Regions from separate parts of the Sus scrofa genome. Here region 1 is linked to region 2. A link is a contact called in public Hi-C data. All regions are on one chromosome and are shown on one strand. Each heading gives the region's core, a stretch centred on a gene start, on an enhancer-like site or on the middle of the called end of the contact. The rest is flanking DNA. Distances are from core to core; before and after follow the strand shown.

Region 1 (5,336 bases), core at 2,153-4,652, 40 kb before region 2:
GATCATTTATTTTATCTATAAGTGAAATTTGTAGGGAGGGAATGGCAAAACTTCAAGTGGTGAAATGTTAAGTTTTGGAATGTGCATTATTATTTACATGGTTCAAAATTCAAAAAATATAGAATTATATCTAGTGTAGTTTATCTTCATATGCTGCCCTCCGGATGTTTAGCTCCTTTCTCAAGAAGTAACCAATTTTACCAGTTCCTCGTGTATATTTTCAGAACATTTTATGCTTCTACAAACAACTGCATAGAATCCCCCTCCCCTTCTTTTTTTGGCCACACCGTGGCGTATGGAATTTCCTGGGCCAGGGATTGAACCCTCACTGTACTTGCAGCCTGTGCCACAGATGCACTGACAACACTGGAACTTAACCTGCTTGTGTGCACCACAAGGTGACTTCCTATAATTTCCCCCTTTTTAAAACAATAGAATATACTATGACAATGTTTTGCATTTTAAAAATCACCCACATAATATATCTTGGAGATCATTTTAATTTTTTAAAATTAAAAACATCTTTATTATAGTTGATTTATGACATTCTGTCTATTTTTGCTGTACTTTGAGATCATTTTAAAACTGCACTACTGCAGTTACTGTTGTGGCGCAGCAGAAACGAATCCAACTAGTATCCATGAGGATTTGGGTACAATCCCGTCCTTGCTCAGTGGATCGGGGATCTGGCATTGCTGTGAGTTGTATAGGCCAGCAGCTGTAGCTTTGATTTAACCCCTAGCCTAGGAAGCTCCATATGCCATGGGTGTGGCCATAAAAAGCAATAAAATAAAATAAAACAAAACAAAACAAAACCGCACTACTCAGATTGGGACTTGAACACATGGGCTCTGAAATATGGGGTGGTGAGTTTTTAATGGGCTGAGTAATTTCATAGGCTAATGAGTGGCAAGATTATTCCAACTATTTCAGAGAAGAGGTGGGGATATCTAGGAACTGGGCTATCACTCACTTTTTGGCCTTTTTTGGTTGACCTCAAAACAGTCATGAAAGCTGTGGGGGTGTCACTTAGCATGCTAATGTATTACAATAAATGTATAATTAGGCACAAGGTCCACCACAAGTTGAATCTTCTGCCATCTGGATCCAGTTGGTTCTAACCAGTTTTTGTTGTATCCTTAAGGGCTAAGTCATTCTTTAAGTGCTGTGTCCTGCCCACTTCCCTCCTGTTTAAATTTCATAAAAGCTCAAAGAGATTTCTTACTTTTTTTTTTTTTTTTTTTGGCTGAACCTGAGGCAAATGGAAGTTCCTGGGTCAGAGATTGAATCTGAGCTGCAGCTGCTAGATTCTTAACCCACTGTGCCACAGCAGGAATTCCTCATTTTTTTTTTTTTAAAGTCTTTAATAGGATATAATTTTATGGCTGTATCATAACTTACTATTCTTTTATTAATGAATGTACTTTTTTCAATCTTTTGTTATAGAAAATGCTGAAACAAACTTACGTACACCTGCCACTTCTCACACGTGTTGTAAGATAAGTTGTCATAGGTAGACTTACTAGCGCAAAGGCTATGTGCCTTTAACATTTTTTTAGGTATTGTGAATTGCCCATGATGGAGGTCATTCTAGTTTACATCCACATCTGCATTGTGACTGCCTGCTTCTCCACACTTTTGCCAACACGCTAGGATTATAAAACTTTCTAATCTTTGTCAACCTGAGAAGTGAAAAATGGTCTCAGTGTAGTTTTAATTTGCATTTTTCTAATGGAGAAATAAAATTGTGTGTTTAAAAAAAAATTTTTTTTGGACAAACCGCCACAAAATTATGTAGGGTTATTATCACCCTTAGAATTGTTCCCGGAGTCTGTAGCAGGTCAACACTAGAGTTCAGAGATCAAGAACATGGCCACATGCCCAGAACCAAGATGGAGAGAAAGTCAGCAGGCCCCATTTCAAGCATATTTGCCTTGACAGAGTCCCAGATGATGTCCCTAGAAGGTAACTTATGTTTTCCTGTGGATGCAATTAGAAGCTAAGTTTCAATTCCCCTGTGGCCACAAAAGTTGCTTCTAAATACTTAGGAGAGGGCTTATTTGTTCTCTGTTTTTTTTTCCCTCTTCAATCTATACCACGAAAAAATGAAGCAAAACAGGTTCTATGTTTATAGATATAACTAAGCCACACAATAGAACTGTGAGGGGGTTGGACCAAGTCATCTGGGTCACAACAGGGTTATAAAGATTAAATGATATGTTTAACACTAGGAGTATTCTGCTTAGGGAGGAGGCATGTTGCTAATTAGCATATTTGCCTCATGACTTGCAGAAACAAAAGTGCTTTGTTTTGTGTTAGTTTATTTTTTGGTGCTTTTGCATAAGGGAGAACCACTCAATGGTGTTTAATGCTGCATCTCTTTTCAAATAATCCCAAAGAATTGTCATCAGGTGATAACAATAAAAAGATTAGGAGTTGGGTCTACCGGGTTTGCACTTGCCCCTCACTGGCTGTGTGACCTTGAGCAAATGCACTTGACCTTTCTGAGCTTGTTTCCTCACTTGAAAAAATGGAAGTAATAATCTGACCTGTAAACTCCTAGGTCTTGTTGAGGAAATGATGGAATGTTGTAGACATGAAAACACTTTACCACTGTAAATGGCAACATATACCTTAGTTGATCTGATATTGATAGCACAGAAAATTTTTATCAGTTACGGTATTCTCTTAAGCTTTTAGCAGAGTTCCCATCCTGGCGCAGCAGAAATGAATCTAACTAGGAACCATGAGGTTGTGGGTTCCATCCCTGACCTCGCTCAGTGGGTTAAGGATCCTGCCTTGTGTGAGCTGTGGTGTAGGTTGCAGACCTGGCTGGGATCTGGCGTTGCTGTGGTTGTGGCATAGACCGGCAGCTGTAGCTCTGATTCCACCCCTAGCCTGGGAACCTCCTTATGCCGCCTGTGCGGCCCTAAAAAAAAAAAAAAAAAAAAAAAAAATTGGACTCAGGTTGACTGACATTTAAAGGTTCAATAATGTTACATCTCATAGGTGGACTAGCATCTTTGGAAAAGCATTGTATTAAAACTATTCCTATAGATGAAAATATTTTATAGTTCTAATAGCTATGAATGAAATCTGTTGAGTTTAGCAAAAAAGAGGGACTTGTGTTTAGAGAAAAGTGGGTCCGGCTTTTTCTCTCCAGGCTTTCTACTCTCCTCTCCACTTTTTATTCAAAGATCTAACAGCGGGAACTCATTGCTTTAACCCTTAATAGGTGTTTGCTAGCAAATCTCTAAGGAGCACGAAGACAATACTGAGCGGGAGTCGGACACTCTGAAGAGGCAATCACCGCTGGTTCCTTGCAAACCTCCGCCCAGATAATTCTGCCAAACTTCCCCCTCCTACCCCTACCCTGCCCGCCCTCTCGGCCCTGCCCCGTCGCTAGCGGGAAGACAGAGCTCGCAGGAAAACACAGGTGGCAAGAGCAGAGCAGAAGGCAGATCCTCTCGGCAGCCGGCCAGGTTTGGGGCCCCAGGTCTGTGCACCGCCAGGCTCAAGTCGCCTGCGGGAACCTGCGTGGTCTGGAACCTATGGTTCAGCCAGGTGCGCAGGCAGCAGCCCCGGGTCCGGAGTGCACGTGGCAACAGGTGCATCTCGGACCAGAGCGGACGCGGAGGGCGTGGGGCGCGTAGGTACTTAGCCCCGGAGCGCGCGCGGCATTGGGATCCCAACCCGGGAGCGCGAGAGGAGGGAGCCTACAGGCCAGCAGAGTTCGCCAACCTGCCGAGCTGAGCGGAGCGCAGCGCAGCGGTAGCCTCCGGGGTTGGCGTCCCGAGGTACAGCCCTGCGCGTTTTTTCAAGTTTCTCGGGGGGCAGGCATCCCCTGGCCTCCGCCTGGCCTTTGTCTCCAGCTGCGACGCTCAGGCTGGGCCTCCTGAAAGGTGCTGCGGGGGGGGGGGGGGGGGCGCACAGGGAGGTGGGGGCAGAGGCGGTTGAGCTTTGCTATTTACAAGTTTCCCGAACTCCCCGCCCTGGCTCCACCCCCGAGGCTTGAGAGGCGGAGGTTGGGGCGCCCCGGACTCCGGGTTCCCGCCTGGCAGCTGCGGTGGCGGCCGGCGTGTGGGCAGGGGTGGGGGTGGGGGGCGAGAAGCGGGTCCCCAGGACACTGCCCGTCGGACACTGATTGCACCTCGGGCCTCCCGGGTGGGCCTGGCGCACCTTCGCCGCCGGTCCAAAGGGCGCCCAGCCTCTGAGTGCTGGTCTCCCGAATTGCGTCTCGGCTTCCCGGAGGGCTTGGGGTTGGCTCGGAGGCGCTGCGGGTAAGTGCGGGGTTAAGTGTGGCTGCCCAGCTTGTGCGTTGTGGGGATCCCGGGCGCGACCCTCACAGGGTGACAGGACTCGCTTTGAGGGAGGGGGCAGGTATTTTGGAACCTTGGGTGCAAAAGTTGAAGAGGTGGAGGCTGCGGAGGGCTGGTCTCACGTGGAGGCAGGGCAGTTCCTGAGAAAGGAACGGATGCAGATCTGGTAGCTGTCACCTTGAAAGTGACCGAAGGGGTTTACCTTCGAGTAAGTTATGCAGACTGACATCCAGGTACCCTCAGCCGGAAGCCACCCACCGGACACTTGACCTGCATGGGCCCGGCAGTCTCAGCCTTCTCTCTGGGCGGTTCGCTTGGGCCAGTTCTCAGCATAAGCAATCAGGGCTGAAAATATGGCATTAATGCAGTTGCTGCAATTCCCAAGGTCCTCTGTCCGTGTCTTATTACTTCCTGCAGTGCCCTTGTGCTCTTCTAGTGCTTTAGAAAAATCCACTCTTCACCACTCTAATTAATGGACTTGTGTGTTTACCTACCTTAAATAAATCTTTGTCCTCTTCTTTTTCTACTGTTATTTGTTGATTTTGACTTGGGCTAAGTTATTTTGGAGTAGGAATGGAGAGATTAATTCTTCATTTAGCCTGCATAAAGTTTCATATGCCCTATTAACTACTGTGTGTTTCAAGCAGTTAGTGTAGTAAGAAAGGAAATTCAGTGTGTTTTTAGTTTGTTTAAATAAAGGCTTGTGCAAAACAGGGGAGATGAAAGCGTTTGTCTTGCCAGGTGATATGAATTCAGTCATCTTGACATTAAATCCTCAGCCCTTGGGCTGGAGGAAGGGCGTGGACGTGTTGGGAGTGGAAGGAAGGAGGGAGGGGAATTTAAAAAAAAAAAAAAAAGAGTTACTCCTTCCTGGGAACCTGTGACCTCCTTAAGGAGTTCAGATATCCTCAGATAACAGTGTGTGGTTAACCCTACCGGGAATTTGCATGGTTGGAATTGCAATTCTGTAGGAAAAAAAAAAAAACTTCTTTTTCAGAGATAATTAGGTCAGGAAAT
Region 2 (5,174 bases), core at 307-2,806:
ATTTAGTAGTCACATATTGTTCACCAAGCTCTCTGCTGCTCAGTGCAGAAAACACAGAGATGAACCTTTTTTAAGTTTCCTTTGGCTTTTTGTCTCCTTTCTCTCTCACCACTGCTGTGTTCGTTCAGATCCATCCCAATAATTTTCTGCTGTCAGTCTTTCCTCACTGGGACATCTTCCACACTTCAGCCAAGCCAGAATGTTCGTATCCATCCTAACAGCTTTGGCAGACTCGCTGTTCCCAGAATAGAAGCTGAACTCTAGATCGTACCCTGTGGCTGCCCTTTATTCCACCCACAGCCAGTCGAGCGTCTTACTGTTCCTGTCTTCCAGTCTCCTTTGCACTTGAGAACCAGTGGGATTCCTTCTGGTGCATTGCCTGACTTTGTTTCCACCTGATATTGTCCCTTGATTTTACTAGGCAAACGAATTTCTAGTTGTGATCTGTTCATCACGTCTGTTGTATATTGATCCTTTCTCTAGGAAGGCATTTCTCTCTCTTACATCTCACTTCTACACAAGTGCTTCTAACCCACTCGACAGCACCCCAGAACCTAATTGCCTAGCACATGGTAGACACGAAATACACATTTCAGATAGTATCCCTAATTATATTCATCATGTGATTTTTACCAGTCCGTAACTTCGTATCGAATGCAAATTTTAGCACAAGATTCAAAAGCACACCTGCTATTAATCACACTTAAGGGGTAGAATATTGAAGGAATTTTATGTATTGATGAAGCGAAACCAGACTGAAAGCTTGCTAGACCATCTTTATGATAGAAACTAAAATTTTAAGTTGTATCAGAGTTATTCAGAGTGGTCCACGGGCTTTCCTAAAGGTCTCTAAGCCCCCTCCGTAGGTGCCAGAACTAACACATCTACGTTGTGATGATGAAAAGACCGTCTCTCTCCAATATCTTCTTCCCTGAGTCTAGCAAGGCACTTTCAGAAAGGATCCAAGCTGAAGGCACCCTGGTTTCTAGAAAACAAGCCCCTCTAAGTACAGACCTCTTCTCTTAGCGAAGAGCAGTGCTCTCTGAGGAGAGCATTGGTTTGTGCTAAGTGTCACAGAGGTGGCCATTTGTCCCTCAGTCTCCACTTTTCCCCTCGTCAATGTTTATAGAATTTTCAACCAGGTGTAGGTAGCCTGTTTTAGTATCCATTTCCCAGCCTGCCTTGTAGACAGGTGTGGCCATGTGATGAAGCTGTGACCACTGGCATCTGTGTGGTGTGCTAGTTATATGGAGGTAGCTTTCGTCTTTTTTTTGCCTCTTGACCCTTCTACCCTGTTCAAGGAAACACAGACAGTGCTATTTGGGGCTATAGGTTGAGGTCGTGCACAGCAAAGAACAAGAAAGGTGGAGCTGGGTCCTTGATAGCCAGGTGCCTTAGTCCTGGACAACCTATGCAGACGTCTCTGTGAGACAGAAGTAATAAACGTGTCTTTTGCCACTTATTTGAGGTTTTATGTCTCCTAGGTGAGACTGTGTGCCCCAAACACTGTAGTACACTTTATGACTTTGGACAGGGAGTGTCTAGACAGGGGAATGGGAACTGCCAAGAACCATGGCAGAGATTTGGTTGATTACAATTTAACAGGATTTAAATGTCAGATTAGAGTTAATATTCCATAGATCACTTTTAAGGGCTCCTTTAACCCTGAGAGTTAGTAACTTTGACAAAGTATTGAGCTCTGTTTTAGTAAGTTATGGTATTTCATCATTTCTAAGATGCATGTTTTCACATTTTAATGTTCTTTTTTTTTTTTTTTTTTTTCAGCTGCATTCATGGCATATGGATGTTTCCAGGCCAGGGAACAAATCTGAGCCACAGCTGCGGCAAAACCAAATTCTTAACCTGCTGCACCACAGGGGGAACTCCAGCACATTTTAACATTTTAATATGGGAGGATGTGTTTTACAAGAGGGCCTTTATGTGTAAATAGAGCTGAATTTGACTTTTGACCTTGATATGGTCCAAAGGTAGCCTTCAAAGTGGCTAGAGATAGCAGGAAAATGTTGAAGCGTGAATACTGGCTTAAAACAGGCAGGGGCCAGCGACCAGAACCACTAGGATAGAGCAGCAGCTGAATAAATCACTCGTTTAGCTTCAGGAAAAGGCGCCTGGCAGCTCAAGTTTGTGTTTCTTTGTGGAGCCCTGTCTGACCTCTTCAGTGGTTTCTCCCAAAGGCAGTCCAAAGAAGAGCGAAACTGTTCGGGAAGTTAAAAGCAACTGTAAGATAGCAACCTCATTTGGTGAGAGGCTTTTTTTTTTTTTTTTTTTTTTTTTGCCTTTTCTAGGGCTGCTGGCACATGGAGATTCCCAGGCTAGGGGTCCAATTGGAGCCGTAGCCCGCTGGCCTACACCACAGCCACAGCAATGTGGGATCCGAGCTGCATAAAGCAGTGCGGGATCCGAGCCGCGTCTGCGACCCACACCACAGCTCACGGCAACGCCGGATCCTTAACCCACTGAGCAAGGCCAGGGATCAAACCCGCAACCTCATGGTTCCTAGTCGGATTTGTTAACTACCGCGCCACGCCACGACGGGAACTCCAAGAGAGGCTTCTTAATGGAAGGAGAAAACAAGATAGATCATAAAGATTCAAAATAATTCTTTTACCTAATTCCTTAATATTTATTATATGGTCAGAGTTTAAGAAGATAAGTAGTGCTAAAAAGATTATATAAAAGAACAGCCCATTCTGTTCTCAGAGGCAGTCATGCTTCTTCTCTCATCACCGTTTCTTTTATTTACTTCCGTCTTTTAAATCAAAACATGACCGTGCATAATATCTCTGTGATCCAAGTGGTATATTATGTTCTTTCTTGTATACCTATTTTTTTCTCTTTACTTAAAAAATCTGGCAAGAAACAGCTCATATCCTTCAAATGTACTTTCTGTTCAGTCTATGAATGGGCTAAATCTTTCTGATGTTGATTAGCTCTGTGTTTTTCCTGGCGAGCCCGTGATGGACCTCGGACTTCCTGATGCCATCTGGGGACATGGTCGTCACTCAGCCCTTTCTGGGCACTCCTTCCTCTTTTCTCCTTTTGGGTTTTCTGTTTCTTTCCCTGATGATACTCCTCCTTGGTGTAACTCTTCCCATGAGCAGTGTTCATCCTCTGCCCTCCATCTCCACATCCTGGGAAGGCACATGGGAGAGGTGAGTGGGAGGCGTTCTGTGCCCAAGAACCTCTTTCTCCACACTCACGTCTGATTTGTGGTTTGGCAGGACTGGAATTCCAGTTTGAAAATTTCTCAGAAATTTGATGATATTACTTCATTGTCTTTCAGCTTTCAGTAGTACTACAGTAAAGTCTCATTCTGATACCTGGTCTTTTCTAAGTCCTTTTCTTCCTTTTTGCCTCTGGAAGTCTTTTAGGGAAAAGACGGCCCCCGAAACCAGACTGGCTAGCATTGCTACTTTCTAGCTACACACCTGTGGCAAATGATTTAACTCTTTGTGCCTCAGTTTCCTCAAGTATGACATGAGGATAATAATACTTAATGCCTCGGAACGGTTGTGTAAGGATTATGTGAGAAGTCATGGAAAGTGTGGAGGACAGTTCTTTGTGTATAACCGTCATATTTGGGCTGCTATTTGGTGCTGTAATCAAGCTGTTCTATAGTATCAGTGATGTACAGTGGTCAGATTGTGTTCATTTATTGTGTAGACCACACAAAGCACCTCTTCAATTTAGAGAATTTTGTCCAATAGCTCTGGGAAGATTTTGGGTTATTTCTTTCATAATTTTTTTTTTTACCAGAAAAAAATTGTTTTTCCCCTCTTTCTGATAACAGTATGAGTTGAATGCTAGGTCACTTGAATGAACCCTTAATGGAAAAAAAACTACTTTTTCTTCCTTTTTTTTTTTTTTCCCTCCCTTTTTTGGTGTGTGTGTGTGTGTGTGTGTGCGTGCATGTGTGTGTCTTTTGCTTACATTTCTGAGCTAGTTTATTTTTTTCTTTCTTTCTGGTTGTGCCTATGGCACTTGGAAGTTGCCGGGCCAGGGATTGAACCTGTGCTACAGCAGCTACCCAAGCTGCTCCAGCGACGGTGCCAGATCCCTAAGCTGCTGTGCCACAAGGGAGCTAATTTCCTTTTATTTATTTATTTATTTTTTTAAGGCCATACACAAAGCATGTGGAAGTTGCCAGGCTAGGGGTTGAATTGGAGCTACAGCTGCCAGCCTATGCCATAGCCAGAGCAACGCAGGATCTGTGCCAAGTCTTCGACCTACACCACAGCTCACAGCAACGCCACATCCTTAATCCACTGAGCAAGGCCAGGGATTGAACCCACATCTTCATGGATGCTAGTTGGAGTTATTACCACTGAGCCACAAGGAAAAATCCAAGGGAGCTAATTTCTTAAACTGTGTCTGACCATTCTTATATTCTGCTTATATATTTTTAAAAATACCATGTTTTTGCATGAATCGTGATACATGTTTTTTTTCTTTTCAGGCTGTTTATTACAGATTTTCTATTTTTTTTGTTCTCTTGCCTGCATTGCCTTAATTTCCTCTGAGAATTTTCTTATTTTTCGCTTTTAATCAGAAAATATCTTCAAATATTGGGTTGATGCTTGGCTTCCTTTCTAAAGGAAGAAAAGTGAAGGAAAGAGTTCCTACTGTGGTTCAGCAGTTAACCAACCCAGCTAGCATTCACGAGGATCATCAATGAGGATCCAGCGTTGCCATGAGCTGTGGTGTAGGTCGCAGATGCGGCTGGGAACTGGCTTTGCTGTGACTCTGGTGTAGGCTGGTGTCTTCAGCTCAGATTGGATCCTTGGCCTGGGAACCCCCATATGCCATGGGTGCAGCCCTAAAAAGACAATAATACTAATGATAACAAAAAGCGAAGGAAGCTCTGTGTTGGGGGCAAGGGTTACCACCCACTGGGCGGCATGGTAATGTGAGACCTCTCTCTAGCGTTAGTACCTGTAGGTCTTCCCCTGGCCTTAATTTAGTTTCTGCAAAGAACAATCTTTTGCCTGAGGCCTAGAAGCCTGGTCATTATAAGCTTATTATAGAGCTGAGCATAGGAAGTGGGCTGGTAGTCCTGCTGTTCAATATGAAGAATTTACCAAATTGCCCTGTTTGCACCCTCATGCCTCACCCTTAGCCTCCTCTGAGCCTGGTAGGTCTCAATTTGGAGTGTC

Evidence for each region. A called contact is a pair of places that touch in the nucleus more often than the background predicts.
Region 1: a Hi-C map of skeletal muscle shows a contact between it and region 2, with 5 times the contacts expected there. The contact joins the promoter of MTUS1 here to the enhancer-like site in region 2. A contact is called at or near these places in 1 of 5 promoter capture datasets (liver), 5 of 47 Hi-C or Micro-C datasets (liver and skeletal muscle) and 1 of 2 datasets of contacts at active chromatin or transcription factors (skeletal muscle).

The regions. Positions count from the first base shown.
Region 1 is chr17:5,505,278-5,510,613 of Sscrofa11.1, reverse strand. MTUS1 (microtubule-associated tumor suppressor 1) reads left to right here and starts at 3,402. Exons shown (of 15, transcript XM_021077995.1): 1 at 3,402-3,797.
Region 2 is chr17:5,464,048-5,469,221 of Sscrofa11.1, reverse strand. All of the region lies in intron 1 of MTUS1 (microtubule-associated tumor suppressor 1), which reads left to right. Among named protein-coding and RNA genes, the nearest start is that of MTUS1, 41 kb to the left of the region's middle. Within about 2 kb of position 1,556, at least 12 of the 83 cell types and tissues checked have an H3K27ac peak or open chromatin away from gene starts, as enhancers often do. A contact at or near this core is called in liver and skeletal muscle, where this site is marked.